Linked DNA regions of Mus musculus: regions 1 and 3 are each linked to region 2. A link is a contact called in public HiChIP or PLAC-seq and promoter capture Hi-C data. All regions are on one chromosome and are shown on one strand. The core of a region is the stretch at or near the end of the contact, and the rest is flanking DNA. Distances in the headings are between cores, read along the strand shown.

Region 1 (4,938 bases), core at 1,796-4,295, 1.1 Mb before region 2:
TCCCATATCCCCAAGATAGCAGGCCCTAATGGTGAATTACAAGGAATTAAATGGCCATGCTATACAGAGTCTGTGTCTCCCAACAGGTGCAGTTTCCAAGTGGGTAGAGTGTGCTAGCCAGTCAACCACCTCATTCTATACACCCCTCTCCTTTCTTTTTAAAGCATTTTATATTTCACTTTTATTGAGATAAAAAGATATTCCTATGCAACAACAACAAAAAAATACTCTTTCTACATAGCCAGTAAGAACACAGTACTGAGTGGTATGGCCCACCCTTTAAAAAAAAGAAAGATTTATTATTTCAATGTATTCATGTACACTATGTGTGTGGGTGCCTGTAGAGGCCAGAAAGGGGTGTCAGAATCCTTGGAACTTAAGTTATAAGAGTTGAGAGATACCCGATGTTGGTGCTAGGAACCAAATTATGGTCTGCTGCAAGAGCAGTAAGTACTCTTAACCTCTGAGCCATGTCTCCTGCCCCAAGACCCACCCTTAAGGGCAACCCTAGCATCTGAGTGGCAAAAAGATCTCACTGACAGAAAGCATGAAAACAAGAGTATTCAAATCTCAAAGGAGCCATCCTTGTTATGGGAAAACTAACGTAGGAGGATTGGCCAGAGGCATCAGTTCTGGCTTGGAGCATGGATATTTACACCCAAAGATAGAGTGAGAACAAGGAAGGTTAGGAGAAGCTGGAGAGGGCTCTTGGTATGGACCAGAGTCTACCTGCTTTGAAGTTTCATCCACCAAGTGGACCATTGTACCTTGCTGACAATGAAGAGGTCCTCCCGCTGCACAGCCTTCTCTTTGATCTTCTCTTGGATGGCTTCTCCCACCTCATTCTCGTTGCAATAGGCATACGCGCAGTCGATATGGCGATACCCAGCGTCAATGGCCGCCTTCACAGCTTCTTTGACTTGGTTTGGGGGAGACTGAAAGGCAATAGAAAAGGCCATTGCAAAGGACACTCTTATACCAAAACCTTCCTCAACAGGCTCCACACAGCCCAATTTCGCCAAATCCCTGCAATGCTGGCGGGTGAGGGACTGGGGAAGAAAACAAACTTTTCAAAACAAGAAGAAAACCGTAATGTTCCCCCGTCCCGTGTTCTATCGGAGATAAAAGTCAGTTTCCATCTAATGTACCCGGTCTTAAAGGAGCTCTTGTTTCTGGGGTGACAGATGCCTGCCACTGCAAGTTGCTGAAAGCCAGACTTAACTCTGCAGTGACCCAGAGGACTTCAGCCCCAGACCGTGATAAGAATGTGAAGAATGGTTGTCTTATGGTAAATCCAGACTTGACCACACAGCAGCTGTGCTCAGGAATGAAGTACAATCGACTTTTTTTTTTAAAGCAGAAAGCCAAACTACTGGGTATGGTGGCCCGTGTATGTAGTCCCAGTATTTGAGAAACAGGAGGATTTTGAGTTTGAGGCTAGCTTGGGGCACATAGCTGTCCCCAAAATAAAACATAAATACGAAAAAGCCTTTCATCACCAAAACAACCAGCCGAACAAAAAACTACTCTTCTTTCACCAAATCTAGAAATATCTTGGTTAAGCATCAAACACAGAAAAGCTCCAGAGAGATAGCCTGCTTCCCTGGGATCAGAAGTGACCCCTAGCGGTTCAGAAGTACCTGGGCCTTCCAATAGAATCTTGCCTGCCAGCATTCCTTCAGATAAGAGCAGACTCTCCCTCTATGATACCACCTCCTTATCTTGACAACAACTCCCTTGTCAAGCGCTCGGTCTAATCTTTGGATTTCTGTGGGTTACTTCTGGTCAGAGTGCTTGACAGCTTGGTAGAAAGTGAAATGTCTAATTTGGAGCAAATTCGAGGTTTTAAACCCAGTGCTGAATCAAAGAGAGGCCCCACCTCTGTCCCATGATCAGAAGAAAAAGACAGTGCAAAGATCGAGAGACAGAGGCTAAGCGAGAGACAGAGGCTAAGCCACCAGGACAAGAGACTCGGACTCCAAAAACAACTCCTCCTGGAGGTGGCTCACACCTGTGATAACCTCTAGAAGCTGAGGCCGGAGGATTGCAAGTTCAAGGCCAACCCAAGCTATAGAATAAGTTCTAGGGCAGCCTAAACTGAAGTGTAACTCCCAGTCGCCAGAAATCAAATAGAGACAGCTCCTGGAAACTAGCTGACCACTGTCCTGTTATCACGAAAGGAAATAAACCCAAGGACAAAGTTAGGAGATGGAACAATGTCAGACTTGTCTCAACAGAAGTGGGAAGGGCCTTGGAGCATTCTTCCAGGAGAGCACACTGCCAGGCAGGATCTGAGCTCAGGCTCTGTCATCTTCCTGCTTAGTTTGATGTGCTCAGAAAATGGTGTAGTGTCTTGGTAAGGTGCAGGTGCCAGTAGCCTGTGCTAGGGTCTGAGACTCCACCTTTCCCCCAGGCTTCCAGGCCACAAGCTGCAGAGTCTTTCCCCCACCAAACAGAGCTAGGTCATTTGGAGCTTTTGGTGTCCTGCCACTGAATAACTCAGCCCTGGCTGTCCTGGAACTCACTCTGTAGACCAGGCTGGCCTCTGGCCTCAAATTCAGAAATTCGCCAGCCTCTACCTCCCAACTTCTGGGATTAAAGGCATGCACCACCACTGCCCTGCTTCAAACCAGCCAAAACTTATAAAACTTTAAGTGTCTCATGAGTTCAGAAGAAAGCTTGTTAAGAGGGTAACTGGCAAGTTCGGGAAAACTTGAAACCTGACACTTCACAGGGATATCTCTGCTGGAAAAAGTCTGTCAGAGCTTTGAGGTCTGAAACAGCACAAAAGGCAAAACCAACTTGTGTTCTGTCTCTAGGGTTCCAAACTCCCAGTAGATGTCATAAAAAGAAGAGGAAATGCCAAGACCAGGTGCCCAAGACTGCGCACTCACCTTCCAGGTGCCCAGGCCCACAATGGGCATCTTGGCTTTGGTACTGAGTTCCACGAACGTGGCCATGGTTGCTGCCAAAATCTTGCTGAGAGCAGATGTCTGTGTCCTTGTTAATGAGACAGATGGAGGCTTTAACGTCCTGGATGAAGAGGCCGGCTCTTACTGCAAGCGCCACGCCCAGACCCCTCCCGCCCCCGCCCCCCCTCCCGCAATGAACCGGAAGTTCATCCCAGTCTTTTGTAAGCTTTTAAGAGTGTGAGTAAAGATTAGTCATAAACCAGAGGGAAATCTCCCTGATGCAGAATATAAATTACTTTGTAGAGCTACTTAGAGGTGTATGAGCCTTAGGCGCATGGGGTGAAAGATCCTTCGAGCTATATTGCTAGCTATGTTTGGGTTTCCACAGTGTGTGGAGAATATGTATGGGTTTCCACAGTGTGTGGAGAACGGTGGAGCCTGTAGGTATTCCATGAGGTTGAGGCAAGTAAAAGTTTTCAGAGGCAAAATGGGAGGCTGCATAAATTATTTTGAGCTAACTGTTGCTGATCACAAAAGATCAATGACAGGGGCGCTTGCAGAGGAGGGGGGAGGGGAGAGAGGGGAGGGAACGGGAGAGGAGAGAGTGTTTTCTGACCCTCTTTTTGTTTGTTTGTTTGTTTAAGTTTTACTCATCTAATTGATGGAAGATTGTGAAAAGCAAATTTCCCCTGTTAACCACTAAGACCTTTCTTTGATAATATTCTTTCTCTCTCCCTCTCCCTCTCTCTCTCTCTATCCCCCCTCTCTCTGAATTTGAAATTTGACAAGTTGTCTAACTGTATAATTATAGTGAGCTTTTACATTTTTTTTGCTTACATTTAAAAACCAGACTTTTGTGATTATATTCTGTTTCACTAAGGACAGCATGAAAAAGAAAGATGCGAGCATAAACATCCTTTTCTGTCACTCGGATGCCATTGCCCGGTGCAGTTTCCTGGGCTCTTCTCAGCCTGTGTCAGCTTCTATGCACCGCACCACATTTTCCAAAGCTGACACCACAAGGCTAGCTTTTCTACACGTTTATAGTGAGTCATTTCAAAATTGCCTTTATGTTAAACATTTTAACGTTGCATTCTATTTTATGGTAATTTATTCTACCATTTCCACTATTCTTAGGTCTCTTGCTGATTTCCAGCTGGTTTCTATTGTGTATAAATAATATTTCAAGAAATATCATTGCAGTGAAGCATTGGGCCTCATTCCCTGGGGATAGATCTTTAGAAGTAGGAATATAGACTCAAATGAAGTTTATTTCAGTTTATCACACAAGGTATAGGTCAAAATTGATTTTTTTTCAAAATGGCAATTTTCAGTCATTTATAGAATAATACATTCTCACCTCCATGTTTATAGTTTTTCAAGAATCATATGTAAATGTTCTTGACTTTTACTTTATTGATATTATAAAACTAATGCATGTCCTCTAGAAAGAAAAACCAGAAAAATCAGAGTAAACAAAAGATTTTACGGGAGTTATAAGAGAATAAAAATTATCATTTTCCAATATTGAAATACTTATCAGCAATAACCTTGGGGTGTAACTGGAATACCTCACTGATTCAAGAAGTCCCAGATCATAGGAGCTCTGGTCTCCAAGGTGAGCCTAGGGCAGAAATAGCAAGCTCAGGATGGAAGCCCTGACCCACAGATGCCCAGGGACAGTGGCAGGTAGCCAGGTGTATGCCTAAGCCACCTTCAGTGTGTCTCCAGAACAGCACAGAGAGAGGAACTGAAATGTCTGGGGAAACTGACTGAAGGGGTTCACAGGCTGATTAGAAATATTTACAGTCAGCACTGTTAAAGTTGCAGTGTGCGTACAACTTAATGTTCTCAGGAGAGACTGAGCCACGATGTAGGCTCTACAGCTAAGGACATTGGTAATACGGGCAGTTTAGGAATGCTGACTGTAACTGAGGACCCAATAAATTAGTTCGGGGGGTGACAAACTTCAGGGAGATGTCACAACCAAGCAGAACTCATACCATGACATTTTTCATGCCCTCCT
Region 2 (4,930 bases), core at 1,994-4,493:
TATCTCAGATAGATAGATAGATAGATAGATAGATAGATAGATAGATAGACAGACAGATAGATGCAATATAAATTGTGACAACACTAAACCTAGTATAGAAATAGTATTTTTATACATCTGAAAAAGAACTGAAGGAAATTTGTAAACATTCCAAAACACCAGAAAACCTGCTGCTGCTCAGTGATGTAAAGCCATAAAGGTGAGCCAATCAAACTGTTCAAAAGACAGTGGAGTCTGTCACTAACCTATTTTGTGACAAATGCCAGGTGAAAGGCAACAAGAACGAGCTAGCAAGCACCAAGGACCCTTTCCGGAATACTCGGACTTTATAAACACAACCCTAAAATGGGTTTCCCTTTGTGAAGCTTGTTGCCAAAGCAACCGGAAAAGGTCTAGTCTCTTGAGAGAATCTGAGAAAAGTTAAAGACAGAGGAGATAACTCAAGTACATGGGAGGACCTGAGAATAATGACTGTGCTGTGCAACAGAAGCAGCATGAAGGGCAGGAGCTAAACAGATACCAAGAGCAGAAACACAGTTACTCATGAGAAACACACAGGCCTACTCCTGTCTGCCAGCCCAGACTCCTCCCACCCCAAATCCCACCGCTGAAGTTATACTACCCTTCTCCTCTCACTGGATTAAGCACAAAAGAGAATCAGGAAGAAAATACCAAAAGAGATTGGCAACATCTTCCCTCAATCCAAAGCCAAACTTTTCGGTATAAAAAGAAATGCTGAGGTACAAACAGCAACACTTCAGCAGCAAAAACATCGAATCTTGTGTTCGTGCATAATCACGAAGCCCAATCTTTATTAAACTTGCCTAGAATCATAAGTGTGGATATACCTCGACAGCATGGTTGTAAAAAACACAGTAAAGGGAACATGTCATGCATGTGTCCTGACACCATCTGGATTAGGAGTTAAAATTAAAGCAGTACTTCACAACAAAAGCCAAAGTAAAAGATGTCTGGGCCAAAATCATAGTGATAAAGTGAGGGTGATGCAGGCGAGCATGAGGGATGGATAACCAAAGAAAGCCAGATGTGGTGGTGGACACCCGTGCTCCAGGGCTTGGGAGATGGAAGCAAGAGTTCACGGTTACTCTTATCTACACAATGAGTCTGAAGCCAGACGGGGCTACATGTAACTTTGGTGGTTCTCAACCTGTGGTGTATGTCTTGACCCCTTTGGGGTCAAATAGCAAGTATTTACATTACAATTTATAACAGTAGCAAAATTACAGTTATGAAGTAGAAACAAAATAATTTTATGGTTGAGATCATCACAACATGGGGAAGTGTATTAAAGGTGGAACCATTGCCATAACTCAACACAAAACAATGAGGTACACTGTCCAGCAGTGGTGATGCCCCCTGGAAACGGCAAGGAATTGGTCCTTACAGGTAAATATACGACTCCACAGCAGAATCCGTCAGAAAGCTTTTAAGTTATTTTTCAGTTTTTAAGTATCACATGTTGAGGGTAAATCTAACTGCCACTTAAGGAATCTGACATATAGCCTAAAGTTTCAGAAGCACAAGGAAGAGGACGGGACATTTGTTTACAGTTGTTATTCTCCCTAACTCACTCCACTTCCATGGAAGTGACCACTCCTTCCATGAATTCTGAATCGCCATCTTTCTCCAGGCCCATACTCTCCTCAAAGGGGATAATATATCTTGTCTTTGCATACATAACTCAGGTCACTCATTCCCTCATTCAACAAATATTTCCTAAGTACTAAATAAATGCTAGGCACCATACTACATACTTATCTACTGTATAAGAGAGTGTTGACTATCTGGCAGGAAAAAAAAAAAAAAAAACAAGATCAGAAAAGGATTCCAAACACTCATATTAGAATTCCAGAGAAAATTAAGGCGCACTACTACAAAGGCTCCGGCTGAGGTTTTAATATCATGGGATAAATCTGAACTGTACATTGTTAAACTAAGAATGTGTGCCTGCAGTGTTTTCTCTTCAGGGCCTACAAAGTGTATCACTTTCACAGACAGTTCTATCCTCTCGTTTTAAAATAAAATTGATAAAAACAGGCCATTCTCTTAAACTCTGCCATAAACCAATACACGGGTCCTTTTCAGTCGATTAAATGGTAAACTTTTAAAGCCTTTCAAAGCTTGATTTACCCATTCTCTCAAGGGCTTAACCTACCAGATTCTGGTGGATCCTAGGTTTTAAAAAGATAATCAGGATCATTACAGGAGCTCTCTTAACTCAAATCAAAGTGAAGGATAAGTCGAGGAAAGTGGGAAGCAAGGGGTATTTGTTTTAGGAAAATATATGGGATGAAATGCAAATGACAACAATGGATAAGTGTGTCATAATGCATTTTATTCAGGCTGATCTAAGTCTGTTTAACATTTTAAACATTTAAAAATAAGAAGAAGAAGACTAGTAAATAGTCAACCACCCCCACTCTCACCCTAATAGTTTAGGGAAAAAGTAATGAGGAGGGCAGTTTGAAATTCTATTTTTGTATGGTTTTGAGTAAGAAACTGGAATAAGAAAGCAATAAGAAAGAAAGAAAGAAAGAAAGAAAGAAGAAAGGAAGGAAAAGGAAAGAAAAAAGCAAAACAAGAAGGAAGGATGGATGGATCACTTTAATATTCAATGCTAACAGCTCACGCAAAACCTAGGATCTGAAGCTGTGGCTATTCACAGGTAGTGGAAAGTGCCCAAAGTTGGACACTCTGCAACTCCTAACAGGAAACTTGGGCCTGATCCCCACGAGCCCAGGACACCTCCCGGCCTTCAGGAGTGTGCACAGCACCAGGGTCAACCAGAACCTGTTGTAGGAATGAATGAGTACACCTGCGCTGGGTTTCTTCCCGAACCCAAGCGGGCCAGCTTTTAGGACCGGGGACAGAAGTAAAGGCCATGCCCCGAGGAGAAGACTGGGGAGGTGGGGTGTCCTCCCCTTAACCCCGGCCCCAGAGAGTCTTAGAACACTGCCCGGCGGGGGCGGGCAATAGGCCCTGGGGAGGGGCGGGGGAGGCCAAAAGGGAGAGAAGGGCCGGCGGATGGGGCCCAGCCGATGCCTCTCCCTTCCACCGCGGAAGTCCAGCCGCTGCCCTGACCTCACCCTGCCTGCCTCCTGCCTCCCTCACCTGATCACCGAGATGAGCAGCCCCGAGGGGTCTTTGCTTTTGCTGACTGTGCTCCTGTATTTCCCACCAGCTGCTTCTGCCGCCATCTTGGTACGGGAGCGAGAGCCAGGTGCTTGACAGGACCGGGAAAGTGTAAACTCCGCGGCTGACCCGGAACATCCACCAATGGCAGAAGAGAAGCGCTTAGGCGCGGAAGTGAAAAACCCAATCCCTGGAGTTAGGAGGCGGGACTGAGACTCAGCTGGAGGCTGAGGCTCCTGTCCTCTCTAAGCATTCTGGGAAATGTAGTTCTTCTGCCGGTCCCGGGCATGCCTGGACAATAAACCAAGGGCAACTTCATCAAGCCTCCTTACTGTCTCTTTAGATCTCTTCAGACAGACCTTAAGTTGTTTTTCAGTTTACTCCATTTTATAATTTTACACGCTTTAACTTAATGTATCTGATGATAAATTGCAGATTCTTCTATTTAAACAAAGGTCCCAAAAGAATGCTTGTGTGTGCAAAAATATTAACTTCAAATACCATCTTTAAATCAACCAAATGCAAAAATGTACACGCACAGAGATTTTTCTTTGGTATTTTTCTGAGACTGAATGTTTCTATATTCGTCTTATGTACAAGTTCACTGTTGCGGTTATGCCAAGTCGCAGGCTGCAGGCTGTGAGGGGGAAAAGTACCTGTCCTAGGGGCTGTCACATATATATATATAGTTTCTCATGTTGTGGTGACTCCCAACTATAAAATTATTTCATAGCTACTTCATAACTGTACCTTTGCTATTGTTGTGACTTGTAATGTAAATATTTGATATGCAGGATATCTGATATGCAACCCCAAAGGAGTCAACCCCACAGGTTGAGAACCACAGACCAATTTCAATGGATACAGGAAAATCTTTTGTAGAAATTCAACCATACTTTTAAAATAAAAGCACTCAAAAAAAAGTCCCAAAAAGGAGGAACCACTGCAGTTCTTCGGGCGGGGGGGGGGGGGGGTTACTCTCATAGCACACCTTGTATCAGCACAGCAGCGGTGGCGGCTTCCAGAAGGGTCTGGGCGTCTGGTGGAGAGGCACAAAGTCCAAGCACTTTCCCTCCAGTCGGTGTTGTGGGGCGACTGAGACCATGGAGGAGTCGGAGGAGTCGACACCTGCTCTGCACAGAAGGAAACGGCGCTCCACACCTTTAGCTCCAGCCACACCACCTTCACAAACAACAGAGAAAAGCCCATACTTCCAGACCACAGAAATCTCACTTTGGACAGTGGTGGCTGCTATTCAAGCTGTGGAGAAGAAGATGGAATCCCGGGCTGCCTGAGTGCAGAACCTGGAGGGACGTGCAGGGTCAGCAGAGAAGAAGCTGGCTGACTTCGAGCCAGAGAGTTCAGCAACCAGCCGGAGGGCAAGTGGGCCGTGCTGGGGACCCTGCTGCAGGAGTACAGGCTGCTACCGCCACGACTGGAGAATGTAGAGAACCTGCTTCGCCACAATAACTTCTGGGTCCTTTGGTTGCCTCCCGGCAGTAAGGGGAAACCCCAAAGGTGTCCGGGTCCCTTGAGAATGATGGGGTCTGTTTCTCAGAACGAGAGTGTGAGAACCTGGAGGACTGGCAGAAGGAGCTCTACAGAAATGTTATGGAAAGCAGCTATGAGACGCTGGTCTCTCTGAAGGTTCTTGGCCAGCCAGAGGAAGAAGTGGAGTTGGGTGCAGAGATGGTGGGTGACTCAGTGGAAGAAGGTACCCACTTGGCAGATGGGGCCATGGTTAAACAGAAGATGCTGTACAAGCAGGAGGGCCCTG
Region 3 (4,875 bases), core at 2,139-4,638, 1.1 Mb before region 2:
CAGAGGAAACCTCTGTACCCTGAGTCCCAAATGACTATGCAAAGGTAGTCAGCAGCCCCGGTGAGCCGTGTGATGCGTGGCCTTGCTTTTTGCATAGCTGCTTTATGGGGGGTATAATCCATATACCTTAAAACTCATTCTTCAGAAAACTATACACTGCAATGGCTTTTAGTATATTCACAGAGTTGTAGCATAATGAATAGTACTGTGAGTATAAGAAACTCAAGCTTTATACTGTGGGCACTTGACAGCTAAAAGGAGGTTGTCCTTAAAAAAAGATTTTTAAAGATTTATTGTTTATTTATACCTCTGTGTGTGTGTGTGTATATGTGTGTGTGTGTATGTGTGTGTGTGCATATGAATATACACCATATACATCACATGTGTATAGGTGCCTGCAGAATCCAGAAGAATCAAGGTTCTCTGGAGCTGCAAGTTACGGGCAATTGTGATCTTCATGTTGGTCCTGGGAAGAGCAGCCAGTGCTCTTAAGTGCTTAATGATCTCTCCAGCCCTGGTTTTGTTTTGTTTTTTTGTGTGTGTGTGTGTGTTGGGTTGGGTTCTGTTGTTTTATGCATATGGGTGTTTTGCCTGCATGTGTGTCTATGCAGCACATGTGTACCTGGTGCCTTCAGAGGCCAGGAAATCGCGTGGAACTGGAGTTGCAGACAGTTGTGAGTCTCTGTGTGGGTCCTAGACATTGAACCCGGTTCCTCTGGAGGAGCAGCCAGTGATCTTAACCAGCCCTGATGGTTGTCTTTTAATTGCAAAAAGAAATGTGTTTATGGGCTGGAGAGATAGCTCAGTGGTTAAGAGCACTGACTGCTCTTCCAGAGGTCCTGAGTTCAATTCCCAGCAACCACATGGTGGCTCACAACCATCTGTAATGGGATCTGATGCCTTCTTCTGGTGTCTGAAGACAGCTACAGGGTACTCGTCATATAATAAATAAATAAATAAATAAATAAATAAATAAATAAATAAATAAATATTAAAAAAAAAGAAATGTGTTTATAAAGGAAATAGTCTGACCAACGGTATCCTCTTTTGCTATGCTTTCTTCCTTTCTCAAAAGTAGTATGTCTTCTCCTCTTACTCCTTATTAAACTTGTCATCAAACATTTACATTGTATGTAAACTGCTGTTTACACACTTTGTGTCTATTTTTGTTTTAGCATCATTTCAAATACACTCTTTATTTATTTATTTATTTTTAAAACAGGGTTTCTCTGTATAATAGCCCTGGGTGTCCTGGAAATAACTCTCTCTCTCTCTCTCTCTCTCTCTCTCTCTCTCTCTCTCTCTCTCTCAGGCTGGTCTCAAACTCACAGAGATCTGCCTACCTCTGACTCCTGAGTGCTAGGATCATCTTCTTCTTCTTCTTCTTCTTCTTCTTCTTCTTCTTCTTCTTCTTCTTCTTCCTCTTCTTCTTCTTCTTCTTTTTAGATTTATTTATATGTAAGTACACTGTAGCTGTCTTTAGACATCTCAGAAGAGGGTATCAGATCTCATTACGGACAATTGTAAGCCACCACGTGGTTGCTGGGATTTTGAACTCAGGACCTTTGGAAGAGCAGGCAGTGCTCTTAACCGCTGAGCTATCTCTCCAGCCTACTTTATTCTTCTTTAAAGAAGGATATGATACATGCCCAATAAATTTTATAAAGATTATGGAGGCAACAACAGGAGTTACCAGGAGACTATTGTAACAGTGTCTCATCTTTAGTGCCATGATTGATAGGAGAATTCCACAGGTGTGCCTTTCTACATTTGACTGGCCCAGGCAAAATACTGTGTTTTAGAGGGTCAAACATACTTAGTTTATTTTGCAATAACAAAGCTTTTGCTACGTAGTGCATTTCCCTAGCTGGTGATGACTCCTCTGTGATGCCACCTGTCAGTAAAGACGCACACTTCGGTGGTGGTGGTAAGGCCTCTTTTATCTTTTGAGAAAGGATCTCGTTTAGCAACCAGGTTGACTACAACATCTCGGTCCTTTCCCCTTTATTTTCTTAATGTCAAGTAAAGAGATGTGAGCTGCCACACAGAGCAAGAGCATCACTTCACAAGACATCAATCAGCTCTTTGTGTTTGGACCCAGGAGGTTCAAAAGGCAGAGAAGTCTCTATGCCAAGAGGGATTTCACAGAGGACAAGTGGTGGGCGTCAGGTCACCTGTTATCTTACACAAACCAAATCCCCAGAACTAGACTCAAATTCAAATACTATTAATTAGAGAAAAAGTACACCAGAATTTCCACATGCCACCAGTTGTGGGGATTGGTTTTGTTAATAAAACTCAAGTGGAAAATATCTGTTCTTTATAAATTTTCCCTGGGGTGGGAGTGGAGAAGTGCCACTTTTTAAGAGGGCACCGACTGGAAAATCACCAGAATGGGATTTAGAGAGGTGGGGTTCCTGACTCATTACCTTGCAGATGCAGTTGTCCCTGTTGCGTAATCAGGGGGCAACTGGAGCATGACCCAGCAGAAGGAGACTGGAATGAAACAGACCATCACTCAGAGGGGTGTTGGACGAGTGCCAAAATTGCCGTCATAGTTCTTGGGGCAACTCAGATTATTTTAGGAAAAGTCTTTTGTTTTTCTACCTAATACAACTGATTTATTTCGTACCCCCTAACATGGAATCATTGCTGTATGAGAATGGACTTTTCCTACTATGGGATTGTTCACTTTTTTGTTCTCTGACTTTTCACTTTTCCTCCAGAGTTTAGCCAACTTATTATACTGGAACCTTCCGCTTAAGAGTCTTACTTTCCAAAATCACTTATGTGTGATCCAGAGATGAAACTTATGGGAGATCATAGCTTAACGGTTATGGATTTTTGCATCAAGTCTTGTTGAACCAGACTAAACATGTTCAGACACCGGTAGTGGTAGAAAGGTACTACAAACGGGTATTTCGTAGTTCTCTGCAAAACCGGTTGCAATCATTTTAATAGCGGGGATGGGAGTGCTTAAGTACACCTGAAATTTAACTTTTAATCTAAGGGGGGGGGGGAACGCTCTTAAATACACCTGACGCCTATCTGCTCCATCAGATTCAAAGCAAGATGTGTAAGATTCCAGAAGAGTGTCATTCTGAGATTAGAAAAGACACAGACGTCTTCTTCTGGGCTCGAAAACGAAACCAAAACTTCTCCCCAGTCTCCTTATCTCTAGTCTGCTGGTTATTTTCAGAGCTTTCCGTCTGGTGCTACAACAGCGGGCAAACACTGCCACGTGGGGCGCAAGCAGAGCAGCTGGAGAATTCCGTGCCGCTAGGACCTAGGGAAAGAAGCATCCTCGCCGACCCCTTCAGAACCGCGGCATCGACCAATCAGAAGGATCCGTCTCTCAGCCGTGCAACCAATGGCAGGCGTTCTTTCTACAGGCCGTTGGGGCTATTTAAAGGTGCGCGCCCGAGCCAGCGCTGCACATTTGCCGGTCCGGGTTTGTAACGTGCAGCGATCATGGCCAGCCATCTGGAACTCAACAACGGCACCAAGATGCCCACCCTGGGCCTGGGCACCTGGAAGGTAGGCATGCATCAGGGTGCGACCCGCCGCCCGCTGGGTGACCCTGAGCGGCCTGCGCGGAGCGGGGCTCGCGTGGCGGGGCCTGTGAGCGTATCTGGCTGCGGCCCGGCGTGTGGGGCTTCGGGCGAGCAGCGCTCGAGTCCGCGTGGGCGCCCCAGGTGGAGACACACCCACGGTGACCCGGGTGAGAGGGATTGAAGCAGAGCCCTAGATTTGTCATCTGGCACCTGTGGCGCCCCAGCCTCACGAGTGAATTGACCTCACTTGGCGCAGATGTTGCCCTCTCGGGAATGAGCCACTTGGGCCAATGGGCCTGAGATAATTAAATTAGCAGGCGAGAGCTTGCCAGGAACCAGCTTGTTTCTCTGTCCTCTAAGTCTCTGAGTGCAGTTCTTAATGGGTGCGGAACTCCTGGAGAATTAATCTGACTTCCGCGTTGCTGGGTGCCACCCACTAATAAGAAGACTTCAGGCGAGATATCCCCAAAACCTCAACACAACACAGCAGAGTTGAGAAGAGGGCCAGATACATCATAGTGAAATACAAAAAGAAAGAACCGATATTTAAAAACCAAAAATTATAACTGATTTGATTATTTGGCAACTAAGGAACCAATTTTTGGTGTTATTGCTGAAGCAGAAAAACCTAGCTCTTAAGCTACTTGCAGGGTAGTTGTATTATATATTATAGACCGATGCTGTGACCTCGATCTTTAAGAACCTTGAGTATGGTGGACCTGGGCACTTAGACACAGTGAAGGTAAGAGAAAATCAGGTAGGGTTGAATTTAAATGGTTTGAAACCAGACAGAGTCTGTTTCTACCCAAACTACAGTTAAAACAACGGGTAATGCAAATGGAGAATAAGAAACAGGTCATAGACTTGTCTTTCTCAGAACGTGTATCTAAGCCAGTAGATTAGCAAGTGCGGCTTTTGTTTCCTTACAGAGGGTCCTTGGTGACTGCAAAGGTATGATTGAATTACAACCGTGATACCAGGTTGAATTCGGTGTGGTGGAATGATAAGAAAGACGGTTTCCCTGCCATAGCAAACACAGCTACTGGACACAGCACACACAGGCACATGTAACTACAGTAGTTTTATAATACATGACCCAAATTATGGGTAGGATGATGATACTTTAATTCTGTCCCATTTCTCCAAAAACCAAGCTCATCGCTTTAGAAAAATCGTCTCATGGGCCAGCATTTTGAGATCAGTTCTGAGATAAATAAGGAGTAAGCATTCATAAGCCAGTGGCTAGAGCGCATGTGACAGCCTCAGAGAGCTGGGTGTTTGTTTAAAATAACATACATTTGTATGTATAGATCGTTTTGGT

Evidence for each region. Promoter capture Hi-C pulls out the DNA fragments that hold promoters and counts their contacts. HiChIP or PLAC-seq counts read pairs in DNA pulled down with a chosen protein or histone mark.
Region 1: a contact with region 2 is called in an HNF4G HiChIP or PLAC-seq map of pancreatic cancer cells. The contact joins the promoter of Akr1b8 here to the promoter of Exoc4 in region 2. A contact is called at or near these places in 5 of 39 promoter capture datasets (the 3T3-L1 cell line, hippocampal neurons, liver and 1 more) and 2 of 115 datasets of contacts at active chromatin or transcription factors (extraembryonic endoderm stem cells and pancreatic cancer cells).
Region 3: a promoter capture Hi-C map of neural stem cells shows a contact between it and region 2. The contact joins the promoter of Akr1b3 here to the promoter of Exoc4 in region 2. A contact is called at or near these places in 6 of 39 promoter capture datasets (embryonic stem cells, hematopoietic stem and progenitor cells, hippocampal neurons and 3 more), 1 of 484 Hi-C or Micro-C datasets (CD4 T cells), 4 of 115 datasets of contacts at active chromatin or transcription factors (extraembryonic endoderm stem cells, pro-B cells, regulatory T cell precursor and 1 more) and 1 of 9 other capture datasets (adipose tissue).

What each region holds. Positions count from the first base shown.
Region 1 is chr6:34,352,253-34,357,190 of GRCm38.p6, reverse strand. Akr1b8 (aldo-keto reductase family 1, member B8) reads right to left here and starts at 3,045. Exons shown (of 10, transcript NM_008012.2): 1 at 2,895-3,045; 2 at 768-935. The coding sequence starts at 2,960.
Region 2 is chr6:33,247,441-33,252,370 of GRCm38.p6, reverse strand. Exoc4 (exocyst complex component 4) reads right to left here and starts at 3,243. Exons shown (of 18, transcript NM_009148.4): 1 at 3,133-3,243. The coding sequence starts at 3,218. It also overlaps the pseudogene Gm1401.
Region 3 is chr6:34,316,002-34,320,876 of GRCm38.p6, reverse strand. It overlaps Akr1b3 (aldo-keto reductase family 1, member B3 (aldose reductase)), which reads left to right and starts at 3,388. Exons shown (of 10, transcript NM_009658.3): 1 at 3,388-3,537. The coding sequence starts at 3,472.